3 separate regions of the Mus musculus genome follow, and regions 1 and 2 are each linked to region 3. A link is a contact called in public Hi-C data. All regions are on one chromosome and are shown on one strand. The core of a region is the stretch at or near the end of the contact, and the rest is flanking DNA. Distances in the headings are between cores, read along the strand shown.

What was found. A called contact is a pair of places that touch in the nucleus more often than the background predicts.
Region 1: a Hi-C map of cerebellar granule neurons shows a contact between it and region 3, with 2.7 times the contacts expected there. The contact joins two enhancer-like sites. A contact is called at or near these places in 3 of 484 Hi-C or Micro-C datasets (cerebellar granule neurons and cerebellum).
Region 2: a contact with region 3 is called in a Hi-C map of cerebellum, with 2.3 times the contacts expected there. The contact joins two enhancer-like sites. A contact is called at or near these places in 2 of 484 Hi-C or Micro-C datasets (brain and cerebellum).

What each region holds. Positions count from the first base shown.
Region 1 is chr4:67,476,056-67,479,557 of GRCm38.p6, forward strand. No RefSeq gene overlaps it. Among named protein-coding and RNA genes, the nearest start is that of Tlr4, 650 kb to the left of the region's middle. Within about 2 kb of position 1,551, at least 3 of the 459 cell types and tissues checked have an H3K27ac peak or open chromatin away from gene starts, as enhancers often do. A contact at or near this core is called in cerebellar granule neurons and cerebellum, where this site is marked.
Region 2 is chr4:67,520,163-67,523,746 of GRCm38.p6, forward strand. No RefSeq gene overlaps it. Among named protein-coding and RNA genes, the nearest start is that of Gm23738, 660 kb to the right of the region's middle. Within about 2 kb of position 2,264, at least 5 of the 459 cell types and tissues checked have an H3K27ac peak or open chromatin away from gene starts, as enhancers often do. A contact at or near this core is called in cerebellum, where this site is marked.
Region 3 is chr4:66,522,246-66,525,505 of GRCm38.p6, forward strand. No RefSeq gene overlaps it. Among named protein-coding and RNA genes, the nearest start is that of Gm25480, 20 kb to the right of the region's middle. Within about 2 kb of position 1,411, at least 18 of the 459 cell types and tissues checked have an H3K27ac peak or open chromatin away from gene starts, as enhancers often do. A contact at or near this core is called in cerebellar granule neurons and cerebellum, where this site is marked.

The DNA.
Region 1 (3,502 bases), core at 301-2,800, 950 kb after region 3:
TGTGATGTCATATAACAGTACTTGTTTTCATGTGGTTGTCCAGTGTGCTCATCTACCACTGTTCATGTAAATGGCTCTCTTTTATCATCCAAACTTTGGTTTCATCTCTTCCTTAACTGAACTGACAACACATTTAGTCTGATATCCTCCTGTATTGACTCCAGGCTAGCAGGGATAAAGTCTCTACTGATTCTATGCTTTGCCCTAAGTCCACTACTGGAACAGTATCAGAATCAATATTTCTGTATTCTCGACCATATTCCAAATGAAATAGTGAATAATAAATAACTGATGGTTAAATATGGTTATTAGTTTAAGCATATTATGCCTATGAAGTAAAAAGGAAAAAGCAAAGAACAATGAGTGGTGTGGTAGAGAATTAAAGTGTTTGGGGTCTAAGAAGATAGGAAATCACTATTCAAATAGGTCTTAAGGAATGTTGCACTTTCTCCAGGACATGTATCTTCTCCACACATTCATGGAGGCATCAGTTGTCCTGGCTGACTGTTAGAAAAGACTTGGAAAGTATCAAATTATCTGGCTTGTAGTTTCCTGATGGTTAGAGGTTTTTTGCTTTTCCTTTGTCTTTTTCTCTCTCTTGTGACTGTGCAATGAAAAAAAAAAAAAACTATTGAGTAAAAATGTAACAGTTTGCTTTTTTAGATTGTTGGAAAACACATTGGATGCCTCAAAATGAAAAAAAAGGCATTCTGTCATTGTGTTCCACAAGTCTCACATAAGAGCAGAAAACCTCGAACTTATCCATATTCACTTGTGAAACTTAAGTATGTTCAGTTTTTTGCAACCGTCCCAGCCCATCACTTCCTATCATGGTACCGACCTCTTTTCTAACTAACACCTCCGTGAGACCTAAGTGCCTGATTAGTATGGAAACTCTAAAGGAAATAGAACAACTCTTAAGGAAAAGAACAATTTCCCTGGTTATTCCCTCATGGTGAAAAGCAGAGAGGGTTGGAACTTGGCATCTGAAAACTGTGAAATCCTAGGATTCAGGTTGTGCTCACTGAAGGGATGGACTTGTGGGTCTCGTGCGCTGTATTTCCCAGATTGTCGATAAGAATTCCTGCAGAACACGGGTGTGGCATTAGGAACAGATCAGTTTGGAAACTGCTGTGTTTTCCTTGTCATTTGCTCTCTGTGACCCTTTGCCATGTCCTCTGCTCTTCAGTTTTGCATCCATTGAATGACCTTCCCACTGAGGATTAATTTGTGGATGGGAAGTGCTATTCCACATGCAAATTGTAGAGCTCATTTGAATTAAAATGAATTAATGTGTTCAAGATTCTTTGAGCCAATAGCAGCCTCCTGTCCACTAAATTGTGTCATTACTATCAAGGCTAGTCACTTCGTGCTTAGCCTTGATGAGGAGCTTGGGGAGGGGACCTGGTACCTAAATCCCTGGGAATAGCAATTCAATCAGATTAACAGCTTTCTTTTAAGCAAGATGCTTCAGTGCTAGCCTTCCTCAGCTTTGGTGCTGACGCTGCGTGCCTTTTCTCTAGTGCCACTAGATGGCGATAAAATTCCTTATTGTCCTCTACCTCTTGCCCAGCACCAATCCTCCAGCTTCCACCGTTACTGCTTCTGAGTCTAAGCAGGCTCCACTAGGGTTAGAAGGGGCTCCTTTCTTGAGAAAAAAAATCCTGGGCCCCCAGGGGTGCTTGAGACAGAAAATGCCTCATGGCCTTGGTGACCGTGGAACTTTCTCTTCTTTGGCCTTGTCTTACTTTACTACCACATGGTTTATCCATTTCCTCATCTATAAAGACAGGTTACATACATACATACATACATACATACATACATACGTACGTACGTACATGCGTACATACGTACATACGTACATACGTACATACGTACATACGTACATACCTACATACGTACATATGTACATACATACATACATACGTACGTACGTACATATGTATATACATGCATGCATACATACATACATACATACATACATACATACATACATACATACATACAGTACAGACAATAGCTTATGGGAGTTTTCACATCATTGGAAAACCCTATTTCTAATACTAAAATCACACATCACTTCTATTTGTAAACATGATGTATGCCAAGCTGTTCCAGATGAAGACATTATCAATCTGCCTTCAACCTGCCTTTTCCCATCTCTAAACACCAGGGGAGAATCCTTCCATATCGTCCCTGCTTCCTTTCCAGGTGGCCCGGGTACACATTCCCAGGACTCTCTCCCCATGGGATCTGTAGTCATTGGTTAGGGGAGGCTACTCTCTCCTCCAAGATTTTTTTTCAAACAGCTTATCCAAGCCAGCTCTTCTTCCCATTAAAAAACAGAGGGTACTTTTGGGTTGTTTGTTTGTTTTTGGTTTTTTGGTTGTTTGTTTGTTTTTAATTCAAAGACCCCAAGATGACAGAGACTTAGAAACTTTTCATTTCTTTAGTCCAGTAGATTGTCAGCTCTACCATGGCAATCTCCTGTAAGATTTTAAAACGCAGATTGCTGGATGTCTGTCACCCAGGGTTTGTGAAGCAGGAAGTCTAGAAGTAGCCTGAGAATTTGCCTTTTAGCAGGTTCACTGCTGACACCAAGGCTTCTCTTCCTTCTTCACAGGACTAAAGGGAAGGTCCCAACCTGATGTTTCACAAGTGCAGAACCCGAGGTCCACTGAAGAGAAATGATTGCTCAAGGTCACAAAGTAAACTGAAATTAGCAAGGACGGGGATACCAGAGTCTTTTAAGCACAGCTCTGTAAGTCCTCATTCGAATCAGTGCTTCTTAGGAAATTTCTTTTCTTCCCTTTATGGAGAAAGGATTTGCTGAGCAAATTTACAGACAAAATCAGATGGTAGGTGAATTGTTTAATCTGTAATCACTTAAAATAGACTTCTATTATTTTTTTTTTTTTAGTTTAAATTAAAGCATGAACTATGAGGGACCTGGTTCTAAGTGCAGAGGCTGACCTTTCAATACAGCCACCATGGTGCAGCCCTTTGTAGCTGCCTTTGCACCTGGGCAAGATTCCAGGAAAACTTGCTCTCTTGATTTCCCCCCAATAATTAATGCCAACATTTTCTCTCTCACACTTCAATACTATGCCAGAATGCTTCCATGTAATAACTTGAACATTTTAGATTTTCTAAAATGCCCAAATGGAAATGGACAAATTTGAGATGTACTTAACAAGGACTTTAGTAATATATTGTTCCAGAATTGTGGCGCTCTCAGCAATTGTGGTAAGTAGCTTGATTACAGAGATGAATGTGTCTATGTGATAATTATAATAATAATAGTTATAACTATGAATTTGTTTTCATCAATACCTTCTGTTTGGCTCCACTGGCTTTCAAGTGGTTTTTGGTAATAATTTTCATTTTTTTGTACTCTATTGAAAAATAAATACCAGTTAATAAAGCCTATCAGAAAGATAATGAGAATATTTGAGATTAAAGCCAAATTTAACTCATATTATTTGAATTGTAAGTCATA
Region 2 (3,584 bases), core at 1,014-3,513, 1.0 Mb after region 3:
GCAAGACCGTAGTGTGTTTTTCTTAGGCAAGCATTCAAGGGTTGTGTCCAAAGGCAATTTAAAATTCATCATATCAGCGTATAAACATGTTTCCCCAGAGGAATCTCATAATCCCTTCAACTGGCTTATGCATTTTTAAATATATGAAAACAGAATTGCTGGAAGTTATAAAATAATGCTGGAGTGACAATTGTGAATCTTGATTTCATTCCCAACGTGGCAGCTAAACACACCATTCTCTTTCCTGGTGCAATAATGTGTAGATCTGTGTCCAGTTCACCAGGGCATTGTACAGCTTATTAAATATAGGCAATGTGTTTTGGAAATGGTTTTGGAATGAATGAGGTGGATACAGAATATGAACATAGCATACTCAAAATGTACATGGGAAAATTTACAATATACACACATGTTAACATATTTCCTCTTGCTTTTTTGATCTTTGTTAAGTCATAGTATATTTGAGCTTATTGTCAGATGTGTTTAGGAGCTGTTTTTGGTTAGGCAAAATATACATGGGAAAGAAAGGTATTTTGTCCATCATAAGAAGTTAATTCTATCACATTTGATGACTGAGGCTATGGTTTAGGGATTTGGGCAAGTGCAGCATGTATTGAATAAAGTTACTGAAAGTCAGTGTTCCAGCCACTAACTTCTCTAAAGTAATCATAATTATACCTTAGGTTATTAAACATTGTACATACTACATAACTTCCTATAGGTAATAAAATCCTAAAGCCAGCAAAATAATTTGACCAAAATGATTCTAACAAAATAATTGGATTTCAATTTATATGTACATTCATTTATTTCTGTATTCAATAAATAGTTATTGAATAGGTAATATTTATGCATAAGTAATTATGTATATATTATAAAATGGTTATGTGTAAGGCACTGTACAAGTAATTGTAATTATAACAATGAATGCAAAACATGAAGGTCCTCTCATCATTGAGACACCATTAAAACATCAATTTCTCCGGCTGTGAATGTTTGTGCTAAAGACATGTCAGCTCCTGGGAGCTAAGTATGGGGAAATGAATGATACAAAGGATAGATAGCATTAGAGGGGAGTATTTTAGATTCACCTGTATTTGCAGTAGGGCACACTTGAGAGATTACCTTGTGGCAGAGACCTGAGCAAGGATACAGTTGAGCCATAAAGTTTTCCAGAAACATTGAAATAGTGAGAAAAGTTGTAGAAACTCAGAGAGAGGGAGTTGTTTGCAGCAAAGAACTGAGAGGAAAGAGCCAAGAGGGCTGTTGATGCCATAGCAAGGAATACTTGGAAATATTAGGAGATGGTCAGCTAGCATGGTTTCTGTTGTTATCATTCTTCTTTGTATGTGATATGTACTTGATAGTGTGTATATGCATGGGTACTTGGTTGTGTGCATTGTGATACTGGGTATATGTGTACTTCGAGGTCCAGGTTTGGGTGTCTTTCCTTGATTATGCTCCGAACTTATTTATTGAGACTGGCTATCTCAGTGAATCTGGCACTCATGCTTTAGTCTAGGATAGTTTTGTAAGTGACCTTTAAGAACTCCACTGGTCTCTTCCTCTAGCACCTAGATTTCAGTAGTGCACAGCTACTGTTAACATTTTGCATAGATGCTGGAGATCCAACTAGAGGTCCTTTGTCTTTTTTGACAAGCACTTTATGGATGGATCCATCTCCACAGCACGGTTCTATGATTCCCTAGTGTTTCTACTGTAGATGACTAGAGTCTGACACAGAGACAGTCTAAAAATAATAGATAATTTTAAATAGGAAAGTACATTTTCTTTTTCATTTTGCAATCCTGCCATTATTGTTTATCATTCTTCTCTTTCAGAGATGAGAGATACAGAAGATCAAGAGCAAAAGCAGTTTCCAAGGGATGTTAGGCTTCTGAGCCTCTGTTCAGTGACAATTTTGGTCCTAATAATTGAAGACTAGATTTTCAGAGGAAATGTTTGATATCTGGGATTTATCCTGAACTGTACTTGCTGCTCATTTCTGGTCATGAATATATCTCTTGCCTCTGATTTTGCCTCCAAAGGCTCAGATGTCACCAGCCACCCTGCTGAAGTCTTACATTTCCAGCCATGGCCCCAATTGTGCATCCAATGGCCAGAGTAAACAAATGAGAAATTATCACTTGGAACAAACATCTGATTATCTCAGCAGCAATTGCTATGAAAACAGAACACAGGAAAGGGCAGTCGCTTGCTTTGCTGCTTTTATTCCAAGCTCTGATTGTTGTGGAATGAGGTGGCCTTTCCACCTGGCACCGGATAACAAGGACAGGTGGTGCCAGGTGGCATGGACTGTGGGGAAGAAGACAACACATCTGTGACCCACCCAGTCCAGCTCGGTTGACTCTCTGCATGTCTCTCGGGTGTCCTACTGTGGAAAGAATAAAAATAGAAAAAAGGATCCAAGGGATCCAGTTTGGGATGTGGCCCTAGAGCTTAGATATTATAGATCTTAAGCAAAATATGTTGCCTTTATTCAAAACTGCCCTATCAGTGGTGAGATGAATAGTGCTATTGTGAGACAGACTCAGGGAAAGTGAATACAGAAGTAGGTTGAATTGAACAAATAGTACTGTTTGGTGGCAATTTAATCTAATTAAAAACAGAAGTTTTAATGCCTGCTTTACTATATTTCTCTGTAATTTTAAGGATGAATACATTTTCAAGTATCAAAGAATTAGGTACACTGCATAAACATGATACAGGTACAAGATAAGATTTTAATATTGATCATTGGTCATCTTTTGGACTGATATAAGTAGGGTATCAGTATATTTAACAAAAATATTCATTGGTACTAAAATTTTAAATTAGAGTATTAAAAATGTTAACACTATGAGGTGATGCTTTGTAAGAAAGTGTTGAGAAAATGATGAGAGTGTAGCAAAAAAGAACAAAGTAAAAATTTCTTTAGCTTGTGAAGAACACATGTTGAGCATTTGTCAAATAGAGTGCCTTGGAAGTGGCAACCTGTGCCTCTAAAAATAGGCAAAGCATGAAGGGATGAGAAGGAGTACTTATATAGCTCTATGAGTCTCTTGGGCATGACATTTACTGAGATATTAAAGACAACACACCAATGCAATTTGAACAGGGACTTCATGAAAAATCAGAACGTCATTGTGTCTCCACATACACATGTGCTTTCCAGATGTTCAGCAGAGGCTGTGAAAAGATGTGATGTCATGTGCGATGTGAATGCTGGCTTTCAGAGATAAACATGACTCAGTGTGCATAACTACATGGTGCAGCCCTTCCAAAGAACAAAAATTAAATTTTATTATGATGAATAAATACTTGGGAGGAAGGAATTTTCCTATAATTACTGTATTATTCTGTGCCTTTAATATCAATTCAATTTCTGTTTTTTTATGTTGTAATATATTCATTAGTTATAACTAGAAATCATATTATAATGATGATAAAAGAGGGCACTGTATTATGACCAAATATTGAATGCCCAACAATTTGTATGTATGTGTGTGTATGTATATATATGTATGTATGTGTATATATATATATATATATATATATATATATATATATATATATATATATAT
Region 3 (3,260 bases), core at 161-2,660:
AAATAGACATGCAGATCAGCTGCTACCCTGGCATTGGTGCCAGCTTCCCCTCAGGGATGTCAATGTAACAAAATTTAGCCATTGTCAATGATCTGAGCTACCACATGAGCAGACATTTCCTTAATTCCCTACATTTCTCAGACATGGAGGCAATACATATATTCACAGAGCTTGTGCTTTTATATGTTTTAATTTTATCTTTTTTTTTCCTTAGGTTTTCAACTGTGGGTAGTTGATACTCATTTACAAGGAGACCAGTTCTTCACTTCTATCTCATACTGCCTTTTCACACTCTTTGCTTGTGAGCCTTGCTGCAGTCCTGCAGGGGGGCCAAGCAAATGTTAGCATGGCTCTTGTGCTGAGGAGAAGTTTGCTCAGGCTCCCTCTACAGTTGCTCTGGTGCCTGTTGTAGCATTTTTAGACTTTTCCTGATGGTGTCATATCCTTTCTTTGCTGAGTGCAGGGAGGGAAGCTAGCAACCCCGTGGACTAATGGAAAGGAATGGCTTTTACTTTTTTCCTGTATTTTTATTTTATATGTATGGATGGGTTGCCTGAATATGCATGTCCATGTACCACATCTGTGCCTGGTGCTTCCCGAGGTCAGAAGAGGGTTTAGATCTCCAGTGAGAAGAGTGACAGACAGTTATGAGTCACCATGTGGGTGCTTGGTATGGAACCTGTGTCCTCTGGAAACACAGCCAGTTGTCACCACTGAGCTGTCTATCCATCTTCATACTGCTCTTTTGAAAAAAAAAAAAAAAGAGCTCGGGATATCCCTTAGTTGGTAGTGTGAGTGTCTATTATGCATAGAACATGGGTGGGTACTCCAGCCCAGCACAAAGCAGGTGTGTTGCCTGTTATCCCAGGGCACAGAAGGTAGGGGTGGGAGATTCAGACATTCCAAGGTCATCTTTGGCTTCAAAGAGAATTCTAGGCTAGCCTGAGCTACCTAGGGAGAGTGGGTAGTAGGACAAACACATAACCATGGGAAGACTAGCACTGTAATAAAGAAAAGGGGGTCATTTAAGAGCAAATAAGGTATCGCTAATAATTACACTAATGTAGCTAGTATAAACTTAGAAATCTTGAGAAAAGGTGAAGGCATGATCACCCCGGCTAAAAAGCAAAACCTCGATTTCTATGCACCATAGTGACTCTCTCTTTGTTCTGAGTTTTAGAAAGGTAAAGCATGCCCAGGGTCACATAATAAATACATGGCAGAGCTGTCTGTCCGATTCCAAAAGCTTGGGCTGTGGCAGATATCACAGATGGGGACTCTTGACATTCTAGCCACGAAAGAACTGACCGCATACTTCCTTTCTGCTCCCGGTTATGCTGCCAGCCATTGTCCTTGGATATGGGAACTCAGGTGAAGTGTGATGACTGTGCTGTCCCAGAAGAGGGCAGTGTTGCCATGTCAGCCAAGTCAGAGGCTACAGGAAACAGGAAGGAGGCCTGGATTGAGCAGGACTAGTGGCCTGGCTCAGCATCCCTAGAAAAGCCAGCCCCACCAGGCTGCCTCAAAACCAGCTGCTTCCCTGGCTTGCATCCCCTGAATCCTCACGGTAGATAAAGCTGCTGTCCCCATCACCTGTCTACTGGCTCCCATGATCCAACACCTGAACAAATTAGAGAACTCTGTGCCACCTGGGGTACAAAGAGGCCCAGAGAGAGTTTCCAGATAGAAAATAGGAACCGTTGCCATTTTTTATTTGCTCAGAATTATTCTAGAGCTGGGAGTGCTGTTGACATACTTGTTACCACTTAATCTTTAATAAGGAATCATTTTCATGGGGGAGCTGAGTTCTGGATCCATGCCAGTTTAGATAATTATATTCCCCCAGAAGACTGAAGCTGCTAAGGCAGAATTCTTTCCAAGAAGAGTGAGAAGTCTCAAAGACTGAGATTAAGTGTAAAATAGAGATTGGGGGTGGGTATCAAAAATGGTCTGTGGGAAAGAGACACCATGGCTTGATGAGGGCAAACCTCAAAGTGGCGCCACATAGCAGATTGTTTTTTTCTTCTTGTTTCCTTTGGGCTCATGGAGAGTGAGAGTCATTTGTAGTTTTTTGTCTGTAAGAAGGAATTCAAATTTTGCTCTTTTTAAAAAGGCACCTGATTTACAGGGGGTGTGAAACAAAGCAGAAAATGCTAAAAGGAGGGGGAATAACAGTTCACATGAGAAGAAAAATGAATACAGAAAAAAAAATCCTTTTAACAGTTTCTCTCATCTAAAGTGGTTAGGACAGCGTTTTTTACATTAACTTCAGCATTCTCTCAGAAGGGGATAAAAATGCCCTGTGATCCTCAGCTAAGAATTGCTGGTGATTTTATATCCTCTTGCTGGCATAGATCGTAATCAACCGGAAAAACCTCAAAATGACAAACAAACAAAAGACAGCTTTGTTCTCTGAGGTTCATTAGCTCCGGACAAGGCTGAGAAGCATCAGAAAATGAGGTGCTAGAAGCAGGCAATGTACAGAGGTCACGTTGGGGTAATTCAACTCTCCCCACTGTACCATCCTGTCCCTCTCTTTGGTTGCCAGAGGCCTGGTTGCTCCAAAGAATTGAGAGAAACTGAGGCTGAGGGGTACAGCTCAAGGGTGGTTAGAAAGAAGAGGCTCCTGGGCTAGTTCACGCTGAGCCCAAAGTTACTCACCTCTGCTTTCAAGGACATTACAGAGTAGCAAGCTTCATTTCTTCTTCCAGCCCAATCCCTCTTTGTTGCATCCTCATTAAGTCCAAATGGCATCTTATTCATGGACACATACGATTAGAAACCTCAAGGAAGCGGGTTCCTCTTTTCTCTTTCTCACCATTATTGAATTCAATCTCTCCTTCCCACCACTCCCCTGCCTTCTTCCTTCTCCCTTCTTCTTCCTCTGCCCCACCCCCACTCTTCACATTATTTCACCCTTATTTTCTTACCTATGACTACTTAAATAGAATCCCGTCAGCACACTATTATTGTTATATTATATTACATGTATGTGAGTGTTTTGCTTGTATCTACACATGTTCACCACATACATACCTGGTGCCTGTGGAGATCAGAAGATGTCATTCAACCCTTGGCACTAAATTTACAAAAGGTTGGATACTATCATGTAGGTGATGGAACCTGAAATTGGTCTTCTGCACAGCTGCAATTGCTCTTAACTGCTGAGGCACTTCCTCAAGGGATGCCTTCAGCTCATTTTTGATAGCACAGTTTCTCTCCAAAGCCTTTCAGAAGCTTGTTTGTCTACACAACCAGCT